Linked DNA regions of Columba livia: region 2 is linked to region 1. The links are chromatin contacts, called in public Hi-C maps. All regions are on one chromosome and are shown on one strand. The core of a region is the stretch at or near the end of the contact, and the rest is flanking DNA. Distances in the headings are between cores, read along the strand shown.

The links. A called contact is a pair of places that touch in the nucleus more often than the background predicts.
Region 2: a Hi-C map of crop shows a contact between it and region 1, with 2.5 times the contacts expected there. The contact joins two enhancer-like sites. A contact is called at or near these places in 2 of 2 Hi-C or Micro-C datasets (crop and liver).

What each region holds. Positions count from the first base shown.
Region 1 is chr5:25,616,132-25,622,406 of bColLiv1.pat.W.v2, reverse strand. No RefSeq gene overlaps it. Among named protein-coding and RNA genes, the nearest start is that of LTBP2, 17 kb to the left of the region's middle. Within about 2 kb of position 3,101, at least 1 of the 3 cell types and tissues checked has an H3K27ac peak away from gene starts, as active enhancers do.
Region 2 is chr5:25,690,708-25,697,239 of bColLiv1.pat.W.v2, reverse strand. It overlaps LTBP2 (latent transforming growth factor beta binding protein 2), which reads right to left. Exons shown (of 35, transcript XM_065063941.1): 13 at 5,952-5,974; 14 at 4,791-4,830; 15 at 4,302-4,394; 16 at 3,109-3,234; 17 at 2,792-2,920; 18 at 2,282-2,401; 19 at 1,222-1,341; 20 at 887-1,009; 21 at 566-691. Among named protein-coding and RNA genes, the nearest start is that of NPC2, 19 kb to the left of the region's middle. Within about 2 kb of position 2,914, at least 1 of the 3 cell types and tissues checked has an H3K27ac peak away from gene starts, as active enhancers do.

The DNA of each region.
Region 1 (6,275 bases), core at 1,852-4,351:
TGCAGCTGGACAAAGGAGTGAATTAATAAGCTGTTTAAATCCTTCAGCAGAGGCCTGAACTAACAGATGCTGCCAGGAGCTGGTCCCACCCCCTCCTGGGGACTGTCCTTCTGGTCAGAGAAAGATTTTCACAGTGCTTCCAGAGAGGGAGAACCAGCAGCACTTTTGTTTGATACACAGAGCTCCAGGGCCGCCTTCTCCTCCTGTGCCTTTGAACCTGCTCCAGACTTCTCAGCCCTCCAGGCCTCCAAACCTGGCCTGCTGTGGACCTAATTAACTCCCTTGATCATTTATGGTCTTTTGTCACTAAGGCAAGTAACAGGTGAACAGAGGCAGCAGATCCTCACGTGTGTTCACATGGACTCAACTGCTTCCTTTGGTCTGCTGATGAAGCTCTCTCCTGCCTGCCAAGGGTGCCCACGGTCCCTTCTCTGCAGCCAACCACTTCAGAGGGGCTGAGGAGAACACACAGCCTCCCTGCTTCCAGCAAGCTCCCTCAGTACCATTGCAGCCATCAGAAAACACCAGAGTCTTCTCAGAGCATGACACCTTTGAACTCAAGCAAGAAGACCACGGATGACACCATAACCCTGTCTCCTTTGCTAGCACCAAGACACCCCTGAGGGTTTCTCATCGCTCCCTGTTGTTTGCACATTTGCTCATGCACCCACACACGCTCAGAAGCCTCTGGCTCAGCAGGCCAGGCACAGGCACCAGGCCTGATGGTGATGCTGCCACAGTAGTTTCTCCCCTCATTGGTATCCATTCAGGTTTGCACAAAGCCGGACGGATTTAAGAACCTGACCCCACTGATCTTTTACCCATGTTCCCTGGCACCACAAGGATGGAGGGCGGCAGGGCCTTTCACAGGAGGACGCCTGGGCAGGATTATCTTGGGGTTCCTGGACCAAACAGGCAGCTCCTCAGTCTTTGGAAACCTTCCTTGCCTTTGTTCCTTGACCTTCTAGGGCTGGGGGAAGGGATCCCAATGAACATGTTTGTGCTGTTCTTCTTAATAGGGTGTTGTGTAACACAGAGGAAAGTGACTACACCGGGGACCCCAGCTGAGAACAGAGACTTTAATCCTGCTGCCCAGGGAAAACTTGGAAAAAATACCTACATCTGTTCTGTTGCATTAGGCTCATGGCTCAGAGGCTGACAGCTGACGCTGGCTGCTCATGATGCCAAGGTACAGCCCCTGCCAAACAGTGCCAGGGTAAATTACCATGACTGATTAGAAAGGCAAAAGGCAGCCAGAGAAAACTGGGGAGGGAGATCTCCCTGTGCAGGTTTCTGGAGAAGGCAAAGACAGAATGCATAAGAGCACTTTGTCTTCTCCTCTGCCACATTGGCAAACAGAGCAAAGAATGAGCAATAGTGGAAGAGAACAAGGCAGGGGAAGAGATGCAGGGAAAGGGCTGAAGGTAAGGAGGCAGAGAAGAAACCACAGCTGCATCCACCTCTTCACGGTGCTCACTAAGGATGGGCTTCAGGAGACAACCCTCCTAAATTAAACTTGTGCTAGGCTGGGGCCATGGAGGAAGAAAGGTGCTCTTGTGTCTATAACCGGGGTTTAAAGGCTCGAGAAGCATACGGGGCAGATGCTGGCCTCGCAGAGCAGTGCACACTCTCCCTGCTGTCAGTTCTGCCAGCTCTGGGACATGTAAGAACACAAGTGTGGGGCTCCCTGACCCAGCACTCCAACACAGCTCCTTTCCAGGCTCAGGCTTTGTCATCACCTCACATCCACCCAACAGCTCAGAAAGGAGTATAAAGGAAATAAACTATCCAGGGAACAGAACACCACTACTGAAATTTGGCTAACAGCAGACACCTAGATGTTCTGGAAATATGTCAAAGGCTTCTCACCATATTTGGCAGGTCTTTCCATTGATAGGCCTACTGGGAACACGGTAGGTGCTGCCCTGGGACCACAGGGCATGAGGGAGAGGCCCTTCTCTGTGCAGCCCCTTTGACAGGCACAGCAGGACACTGAAGGTGGCCCTCCCCGAGGTGGGAGAGGATTTCTGGAAAGCCGTTAACACCCAGTTCTGTGAAGGATCTGCCTGTTCCTTTTTCAAGTATTAAATTGGCTCAACCCTAATTAGCATGACATCTATGACAGGATTAAAGCAGATTCTGCTTTCCTGCCTAGGGCCACTGGCTGCCAAACACTCCTCCAGGCCAGGATCCTCCACAGGACAGCGCGTGGCTTCAAGAGAAGCAGAAAGAAAACTCCTTTCTAACTCCTGTCTGTCACAGGCAGGTTTTGTCCCCAAAGCAGGAAGCTTTGTTTGGTTTAAATATTATTTAACCATGGATGTTTTCATTATCCACATCCATGTCACACTTTTATCCACCCTTAGGAGGGTGCTTTCCTCAGTCCATCTGTGGAGCAGACAGCTTTGGTTAGCCACGTGCTTGTTGCCTTTCAATCCCTGCTGGCTGTCGCTTTGACCTTGCTTGACAGGACAAGGGATCAGGAGGATCTGTGTTTCCTCAGCACCCTTCAGCCTTCTGTAAACTTCTAATTCAACACCACAACCTCATATCAGACTCTGGTCCTCTATCAGTCTCCACAGGCTACTTCTTCACACAATCCTTAACCTGCAGTGCTGAACCAAGTGCTTGAGGAGCAGGGATCCTACTGAGAAATGCAGCCAGGGATGCTTTCTGATCCATGAGCATGTCTGCACTAGAATCTAAAGATGCCTCTTGGGTCCAACACCACCAGTCCCATGAGTCTTTACCACCTTGCTCCCCTGCTGTTGGACCTGGTGCCTTCCCCTCTGCTCCCTACACTGCTGGGGAGCAGATCCCTCAAGGTCAGAGCCTCAGGCCTGAGCTGGCTCAGCAGTACCAAGTGCCTTTCACCTCACTAATGTGTTTGGTATGTGGCTTCTCTGAAACCCTGCCACTTCCCACTTAAATTGCAGCTCAGCCCTGCTCAGGAGTAGGAACCAGAGGGGCTGAGGCACGGCAGAGCCATCTTTCGGAAAGATATTCCCAGAGCACCTTCTAAAGCCACTTCCCACAGGCTGCTGACACTGCTAACTGCAAAGTGAGAGGTCAGCTGTGCCAAGCCACCTCCACTCAAAACCAGCCTGAGGCAGAGTGTCCAAGGCAGGCACCGCCTGTGCAGGAGCCACTGCAGGACAGTTGCCCCCTGAGGATGGTAGCAGGCTCCTTTTTTCTCTCCTGCCCCTGGAGCTGTTGCACTGCTCCAGTCACCTACTGCAGCTCATCCAAGCTCATGACAACTTCCATTGCCCCAGGTTCCCTGGAAAGTCTAGTGGTGCCTGCAGTTAATAATAAAAAAATCCATTTAGTTATAATGAGCCCTAAAAAGAGAACATCAGCTCTCCGTGCAACAGCTCAATTCTGCTTTCTGGTCCATGCATTAAAACTCCTTCTCCCCTTGCAAACTGATGACTAGTCTGTGTCTCAAAGCCTGAGGGAACACATCTAATCTGGTTAGTGTTATTGCTGTTGTTTGTTCATGTTATGCACATTATTCTAACTAAGCGATTTGTCCTTAGTCTCCTGAGAGACAGTGCTTCAGGTTAATAATACATATGAAAATCCAGCTTCCTTTCACGCATTTTAAATGTATTGCCTGTTGGAAAACAAAAGGACAAGGGGGAGTGGTGTAGCAGGGACTTGTGCAGGACCAGGGGATGCTCCCTGGACGCTCATTCACTTCTCATATGCTTCCGTTTGGTGATTAGAAGCACAGCAAGAGAATCTGCCAGACAACTCATTTGCTAGATTAAGAGATCTACTGAGCAACAACAACAAAACCCCCAGACAACAGTAACTCAAACTGCAGGGTTTCAACAGAGCTGAAGCTGGCCACTCTCAAACCTGACCAGCTCAAGTTGACTATCGGTCCCCCTCTGGTGGCCAACCAGCCACAGCCACCTTCTGTCGACAGCACAGGGCTGCCACATCGCTACCCGTCCCTGCACCGAGGCACCTTGAGCACCCCTGAGCCCCACATCCCCCAGAGCACCCCAAGCCCGGCCAGCATGGCTCTGCTCGGCAGGCGGCTGGGCAGCACGGCTTGCGAGCATGGAGCCGAGTCAGGGAGCATGGCAGCCCCAGGCACCAGGGCAGATGTCATGAAAGTCTTCTAAAGGGGAGAAGATTCATTACCAGAACAGCCAGCATCTGTTCAGCCCTCCAATGTGACAGCCTCCGGGCTACCCACAACTAGGCCCTTGATTTTTAATAGCGATACTGTGTGGCACTAGGAGCCCCCATCTTGAAACAGGGACCCATTGTCCAAGAAGCTACACAACATCCAGACACAGAGAGACTGTATGCTCTGTGGGATGGGGAATGAGATGGTAAGAAAGGACAGAAGATGAACAGGAAGAGAACAAGCAGAAGGAGACAAGACAACACTGGTCAGCATAAGTGACAGCAGTCAGTGAGATGCTCTTAATGGGTGAGGACACGCAGCACAAAAACAACAGTCCAGTGTCTTACAGAAGATAGCAACATGACATTTTTATACTATAATTTTTAGTTTCAACAATGACTACAATTGCTACCAGTGTATTGCCTGTTGTTTCCAATATAAAGGAGCCCCGGAGAGGGAAGGCTGTGTACTTCTGCCGACTGCTCTGGGCACAGACCAGGAGAAGGGGCTGCCAGTTTTCCTTAAGTAGGAATCTGAGTCTGTCCCACACCAGCAATAAAGATCTCTGCAAATCTGAGCTAGCCTCTACACAGCAAACCACTTACCCAGACAAATCTGAACCCCTTGGAGCTGGTTTCGTTTGTATTTCCTTGTGTTTCTTCACCCACTGCAATAAGCAGCACTATCTCATCTCAAGGTAACCTCACACTTCAGTTACCGAAGCACAAGAGAGCTGCAAGCAGCTGTTCCTTCTGTAAGAGATGAGATCTCCAAGATTATGCACGAAATTGCATGGGTTTACAGGCCTTCAGAATTATGTTAGCACAAATCCCCAAATTAAGGGGTGGGTACAGGCCAAGATACTTCTCGCAACTTACCAGAGAATTGCCTCGAGAGGGAGAGAAGAGTTTGCTTTTGACCACTGCAAAGTCACTCAGCTGCAAAATCACCCCAAATCACTCTAGCCTTCACATGCCTCAGAGAAAGCTCTGGAGCAGCCTTAGGCCAATTTCAGTTTCTCCATCCCTCATATGGTGCAAAAGCTCTGCTTCCTTCATTTGTATTCATTGCAGCTTTATACCAAGGCCGAGAGGTTTGGCTCTTGGCCTCACTCCCCGCTTCCAACACCACGTGCAATTGCCCATGCCTCAACATACTTTGCAGCATGCCATCCCTGCAGAAGGGTAGCTGGAAAAGACTGATCAGGAATTTTGGGTGAACTTCAGCTACAGCTGTTTTGTTTCACTACAAAAAAAAAAAAAGTTATAGCAAATTAGGTCTAAAAATGAACACATTCATGCAGTAACACCTCCGCCCTACAATCAAGTTTCATGCTCTGAAGAGCAGAGATTAGAGTTTCTCAAGCATTCAATTAAAAACAAAAAAACAACAACAAGAAAAATCCAACCAACCAACAAAACACAACACACACAGAAAAACAAACAAACAAAATCAAGGAAAGGTTTAAGAGGAAGACACTAAAAATCTCCAATCCTGCACTGCACAGCTGGTGCCAAGGCAGGCTGAGGTTCTGGTGGACTTTGCTGTTTCCTGTAAGTTTTTTCCTTTTATAGTTCCTATCATCGCATGTTAAAACTCCCTCTGCTGTCATGTGCCAGGTCAGTTGGACAGAAGATGGTAGCAGAATAGTCAAAACCATATAAAACACAGTAATTCACTGTGGGAACCAGGAGTTACAACCTGGTTCAACTGACCAAAACTCCAAATTCCCAAGCAGCACAACTTGACATATCCCAGGTCAAGTGGCCCTGTACAGAATCAAGTATCCTAAGAAATCATGCAATTCCTTGGTACTGCTGGAGACGCAAGCTGGGACATGTAGGATTCCAGCACCATGTGCATGGGCACAATTTCTTTCCCAGCCCCAAGTCCATGCCAGGTGCCAGGATAAATGGAGGCTGTGGTGTCCACAACAAGTCACTGTCACCACTCCCTCTCCAAGACATCCAAAAAAACTGGTGATCAGGATGGACAACACAGGCAACCAGAGGACATCATGCACCCTGCAAAGAGAGGCAGAAACTTAAGAACCTACTTCATGCTAAAGTAACACAGCATGGTGAGAGCTCTCCTTCACACCCAGAGTTTCTAAAAACTTCAGCCTCAATTT
Region 2 (6,532 bases), core at 1,665-4,164, 75 kb before region 1:
AGGTGCTCTCATGTCTGAGCAAAGCAGCCAACACAGATCTGTGCTGCTGTTAATTCTCTGCCACACATACCTGGCACAGCAAACCCTTGATCTACTCTTTCCTTTTAAAACTTGACCAAGTTGCACTAAGGGCAGGGGAAAAAAGGTGAACCCTGAGTGCCCACAGTCTCTCCAGTGGCTGTGGACCCAAGGTTCCTCCCTTTGCTGAGGACCTACATTCAGGCCGCATGCTTCCAGACACACAGCTCTGAACTGAACCAAACACAGCTCCTCTCTGCCTGTGTTTCCAGGCCTCCTGTATTCCTCTAGCCTGGCATCCTCACAGTCACCATTAGTCCAGGAGTCTCATCAGTGAGTCCTTGCCCCTCATCCCTTCCCTGGATGAGGAAAATCACCTTCATGCTGCTCTAGGTGCTCTATGCTTGCAGCACTGCTGCTATCTGCTAATCAGAGAGCTAAAGAACTGGAGAAGGATCCTGAGGCTAGGAAAGTCCCTGGGCACCACCAATAACCAAGCTATGGCAATGTCTCTTCCCTCCACACCCTGATCCTGGGAGAGGGATACCTTCACACATGCTGCCATCTCTGGAGACAGCGTAGCCAGCATCACAAGCCATGCAGGAGTAGGAGCCCTCGGTGTTGAGGCAGAGTCCAGAGGGACAGGCATCCTGGGCAGCGCACTCATCGATGTCTGCGCAAGCATACAAGGGAGAGCAGGATGAGTGTGAAGGACGCGGAGGAACCATGGCCATGGGCAGCTGTGTTGAGGGAACCAGCCAACATGGTGGCCAGGACTCAGGCAAGGCCAAGTACTGTGAGGAAGAGCCCAGAGAAACCTCTGGACCAGGTGTGTGACACTACAGAGGGTCTCATGGCTCCCCAGTACCTTGGCAGCTCTTCTTATCAGGTGCCACATTGTAGCCCCGGTAGCAGGAACAGCGGAAGGAGCCATCCAGGTTGACACACTGCCCGTGAGCACAGGTCCCCTCTGCAAGACACTCGTCCACATCTGCGTGACACAGCAGAGAGCAATATGGAAGAATGAGAGGGTGCTCAGGGCTACCTCTGCCACCCAAATTGCAAGGGCACTGTGCCCGGGCCACGCAGGCTGGCTGCCTGTGGGAGGAGCGTGCTGCCCATGCCCCTGCTCCTTCTGAGTCTTGCAGAGAGCGCTGCCATGGGGGGCAAGGCTGCTGCCCAGGGATTGCCCACGATCCTCACCAACACATCTCCCGTTCCTGGGCCGGTAGCCATCCCCACAGCTGACACACTTGTAGGAGCCCAGCGTATTGACACACCTCCCGTGGGGACAAGGGCTGGGATCCACGCACTCGTTGATATCTGCCAAGAAACATACTCATCTCAGGCTCCCAAAGGCAAACTGTGCAGCTTTCTCCAGGATATCCCCTCCAGCTGGATCCTCAGTCTCCCTCTGTGGGACATCAACACCCAAGAGGAGGTGAGATGAGTTTGCCATGGCTTGGGCAACACTTCTTATAGTCCCACTTATCACTCAGTATCCTACACCCACACCTGAGGGCTGACATAATCCAGCAGCGAAACCCGCTGCCACAGGATGTTGCCAAGGACAGGAATGTGCAAGGGCAGAGAAAGGGATCAGAGAACATCTGTTCAGGGCTGTTTCATCAGGGACTTTCATAGCCATGATTAGGACGCATCCTCCAGCAGGAAGTCCTTAAAGCAAGTGCTTTCTGGAGGCCGAGTGGAGGGAGCAGCATTCTCTGCATGTCCTGTTTCCCATACTGCCTCCTAAAATAGTCTCCCTCTCTCTGCTGGAGATGAGCTACTGAGAAAGGGGGATCTTTGATCAGGCACATCATATGTTCATGAATGCTATGAAGGAGCCAGGTTGTGCCACTTGAACAGGATGCTGTGGGGACAGGTGGCCTGAGTCTCTGCAGTCTGCTCTCCTTGCAGACTGCTTGCCAGCACGAGGGTCTGGTGACAGAGTAAAGCTGGCATGAAATGCATGGGCATCTCCTCCCAGAATAGGAAACTAGCATGGGCTGGTTCTGGGGGATTACTCTGGGGAGGTGGGAGAGGATCTCGGGAGATCTCGCCTTTTGCAACCCAGGAAAGCCTGTCCCTCCTGCAGGCAGAGGAGAGGGCAGGCAGCCCTTCAGAGGGGCACAGGGCACACACACAAGGGAGGGTTCTTCCTCCCTTCTAGGAGGACACATGGAGTGGTGAGAAAAAGAAGTGTTCAGCCCCGCACAGGGTGGCTTGGAGTGGCAGGGGAACAGTGAGCAGCAAGCTTCACCTTCGCACTGTCCTCTGGAGCCCATGGCAAAGCCATCCTTGCACTCGCAGCGGTAGGAGCCAGGAGTGTTGATGCATTGCTGTCCCCGGCAGGTAGAGGGCTGCTCACATTCATCTCGATCTGGCAACACACAGAGAGACAGTACTGAAGTCTTCTCCCTCCCGTGTGGGGAAGGCTGGGTGCAGGAGAGGAGCTGCTCCCCCTGCAGCAGGCTCTGCCCAGATGACTTTTGCCTTGCACCCCCTTGCCATGAAGCAGTGAGCAGGGCTGGCATCAGCAGCCCATATCCAGATCTCCACAGGCAAGGTCCTGTCCCTGCGGGAGCAGGAAAGGGTGATCTCCATGGATCAGGCTGTCTGTGGGCAGGCCCGGGTGGAGGATGGGTGTACAGGTGTGTGTGCAGGTGTGCATGAGTGCGTGTGTGTGTACATATGCATGACAGAGTGCCAGGGCGGGAGACTGGGGCACCCTGGGGAGATGGCAGCCCCACGCCAGGCAGACAACACTTACCCTGACAGCTCTGCTTGCCCTCCAACACAGCCAGGGTGTACCCAGAGTAGCAGAGACAAAAATAGGAGCCCACACTGTTGATGCAGCGACCTTTTCCAGAACAAGGATCTTTCAGGCATTCATCTTCATCTGTGCCCAGGCAAGGAAAGAAGACAGGGACAGGCAGTCACCACAGCAGCTGCCTGCCAGCTTCCTGCCAGCCCATGGTGCAGCAGGTGGGCAGGGGCTCAGCAGAGCTGCCAGAAAACCTCCCCCCAGGAACCTGAAGGACCAAACAGTCCGTCAAGGTCTGGCAGGCAGAGGAGGTGCCAACCTACCAATGCAGTGAAGGCGGCTGGGGTCCAGTGTGTAGCCAGGGTTGCACAAGCAGCTGTATCCCTCTGCGCTGGGCACGCAAGCACCGGCTCCACAGGAGAGGGATGAAGAGGCACAGCCACTGACGCCTGGGAGGAGAGAGCATGGGGTTGGGGGCAACAGTACAGGGTCTGCCTTGTGTCCCCAGCACCATGCTGGGGAGGCTGCTTTTTCCCTTCTTGGAGAGAGATGGAGCAGGCTCAGCTTGCTCTTCTATGTCTTCAGGTAGCTGATGCCCCAGGGCTGTGTGGGTGACATAGCAAACCCTGCCACCTCCTCCGGCCTGAGCCCAGCTGGGACACCTCAGTCCCCTGCACTGCTCACCTGTGTCCTGGACCCACAAAAGGGTGGTGAAGAAGCCAACCAGCCAGCCCCACACTGCAGAGGAGTGCTGTCAGCAGAGCCTGGTGCCTGTGAAGGGGCTCCTTTTGGGGTGAGAGCAAGGCTCCCCTGCCACTGCCCTGCTAAGTGAGGCGCAGGCGGCGGTGGGGGGGGCAGTGGGCCATCGCACACCCCTCAGCACTGAGCAGGCCAGGGTAGGGGGAGGCCCGGCCCAACCCCAAACAAAAGGCTATTGAGGAAGACACATTCCTCAGCAAGGTGCCTCCCCCAGGCCTGCTCCCCAAGGTGCTCCAGCCCCCGGCGGAGGGCAGGGGCTGCACTCCCAGACACTTGAGCAACCCTGGAACAACAGTGCCCTTGTTTCCGGCACAGTAAACAAGCCGCCCCAGGAGCCACATGCCTCCCCTTGTGCTCCCCCTTCCCGATGAGTCAGCTTGCACCGCCAAGGGAATGGGGCCAAAGCCACCGGAGCAGGCGCATGATCCCCTGCACCCGGCAGCCACTGCTGCACCGTGCAGGCCAGCTGCAGGCAGGGAAGGATTCGGAGAGTCAAACACTTCGCTCCCCATATGGGATCACTCTCATGTTTCCTCAGGCCAGCCGGCTTTCCCTGGCTGGCAACAGCTGGGACCAGGCTGGGACAACACCTCAGGGTAGCAGGGCAGGGACTTTTCTTTGGGAAGTCAAGTGAGGCATGTGGGAAGACAAGCAGGCTGAGAAAGGGACAGAGACTCTGGGCAGAGTTTAGGGCATAATTTCTCCATAGCCTCAGTCAGAGACAGGGGGGAAATGCCTAAGAGCCGTGGACACACACCTGAGCCCTGCGCTGGCATCTGTGTTGGAGCAGCAGCATCCCAGGTGGTGGTGGGGCCATGCTGGGGTGGGCCACGCCAGGACTCCTCTTCTTCTGCCGAGGAAGAAGAATAGAGGTGACATCCAGCTCCCCATCACAGGCAGAGGTGCAGACACAAGGTTTACCAATGCTGGGTGTCCCTGCACTCACAGACCTGAGACAGCACATGGGAAGGAGCCACAGCGTGGCTGCAGCAGCCTCATCATCTTGTTATTTAACATAGCCTCCTCCACCTCACTGGAGAGCCACCACCTCCCCGCATCTCTACAGTCCCACACCAGCCACCACAGTGTGGCGGGGCTCCTCCATGCCACCCCACAGCCCGCCCAGCCGGAGGCCCATCCTGCCCATTGCTAGGGGCTTCCGTGCAGAGGAGCCACTCTCCTTCCTCCTCACTGCCCCATCCTCTTCCCCCTGGCTGCCCTGACCTCCCGCCAGCCAGGCACCCACCTCTGCGTGTGGCAGGCTCTGCGGTGGCATCAGCAGCACCCTGAGGGACAGAAACACAGGACTGCCTCTATCCACGTGCATGTAGCTGGGATGCAGCATCTCTGAGACACTTTCCCACCCACCTCCCGGATCCTCTTGCTCCCTGAGACACTGTGCTGGCAGGAGAAGCTGCCATATCCAGGTGCAGCTGGCAGGGCCACTCTGTCCTGAGCAAAACATAGCTCCTGGCCATGCCCAGGGGACTACCTGCAGAAGGACCCTGCAGCATGCCATGCAGGTGAGACCTAGGGCACTGCCATGGGGCAGGCATCTCCATGATGCAGCCAGGAAGAGCAGCTGGGCATGATAAACACTGCCACTGTCACCAGCAGCTCTGGAGGGCTGAGGACAGCCACTACTTCAGCCTGCCTCAGAGTGCTACCTACAAGACGAGTACTTGGTGCTCAACGCTCTTCCTCAGCATCGCCTCTTGGCAAACCTATGCCTGACAAAGGAGACATGGGAGCACAATCTGGGTCTCCACTCCAAGGAGCTTTGTGCAAGGGATGAAGAAAACAGGCAGCTGAACAACACAAGTCCCAGCCTAGATCTGCTTCAAATTTGGAAGCTTTGGTTCAAATTTCTGCCCTGTCTTGAGATTTCTCATTTGCCCTTGGGCAAGTCACCTCATGTCTATGAAGCAGTGTTGTGTCCCCTCTCAGAGGGGCTTTGATTGTGTTCTGAGGGCTGAGCACTCCAAGAAGAGCACTTCTCGAGCTGTCTGCAATGGTTCCCCTTCCCCTGATGTCAGCCCAGCCCCACAGCCAGGCTGGGCTGACAGCAGCCTGAGTTCCTACCCAGCCCCAGTGAACATCTGCTGGAGCCAACACTGACCACGAACCAGTGCAGCAGAGCTCCCAACTCCTTCTCATGTGAGTTAATTGCCTCTCAGAAAGGGCTGAGCAGACAGGTAGCACCGTGCCTTCATCCACAGCAACTCAGCTGGTGTGATAGGGTTTGCAGTTCATATGCTGCTCCCTCCAGCAGCAGCTACTTGCTCTCTTCAGTGCTCTATCTGACCACATTTCACACCTCCCTGTCACCTATTTGTATGACATCCTCTTTTCTGCCCATCAAGTTACCATGGATGCACCCAGATGTAGCAAGACAAACCTTACTCACCTGTGCAGGAAGAGAAACCTCACCTGGAAAGTGAAACAGTGCACAATGAGTAGAGACAAAGCAGGCAAGCATCCTCCTCAAATTTTGGCTGCCCTAGCTTTACCCCACCTCTAAGGCTCTGTCCCTCAGTCCCGCATGCTTCTCTGCAAGAGCTTGTTCCAAAAGTCAATACACCCGGACTCCTCTCCTGGCAGTGCGCAGACCCCAGGAGCTCCCACTCCAGCAGTTGCTGGCACAAGCAGTCAGTCGCGCTTCCCTCCAGCTGGGCTGGACAAAAGCCCAAGGACTGCAGTGCCATGGCTGCCATGCAGACCTGAGGTCCTGGTGGAGGCAGCCTGGCCAGTCAGCACCAGCTGTGAAGATGCAGCTGCAGGAGCCCAAAACACTCAACCTCCTTTTCAAAGGTTTGAAGAAGTGGTGTCTCATGCCCCAGGAACCAAAGAACACCTTGAGTATTCACACAGATGTAGAAAGCCCTTATCAGCTAGAAGTCCATCCATAGAGGCATGGCAGGACCTGGGAATTTGCCCACCCTTGCTAGGGGCCCAGATGGAGCAGCTTTAAGCAATAGACCCCACACT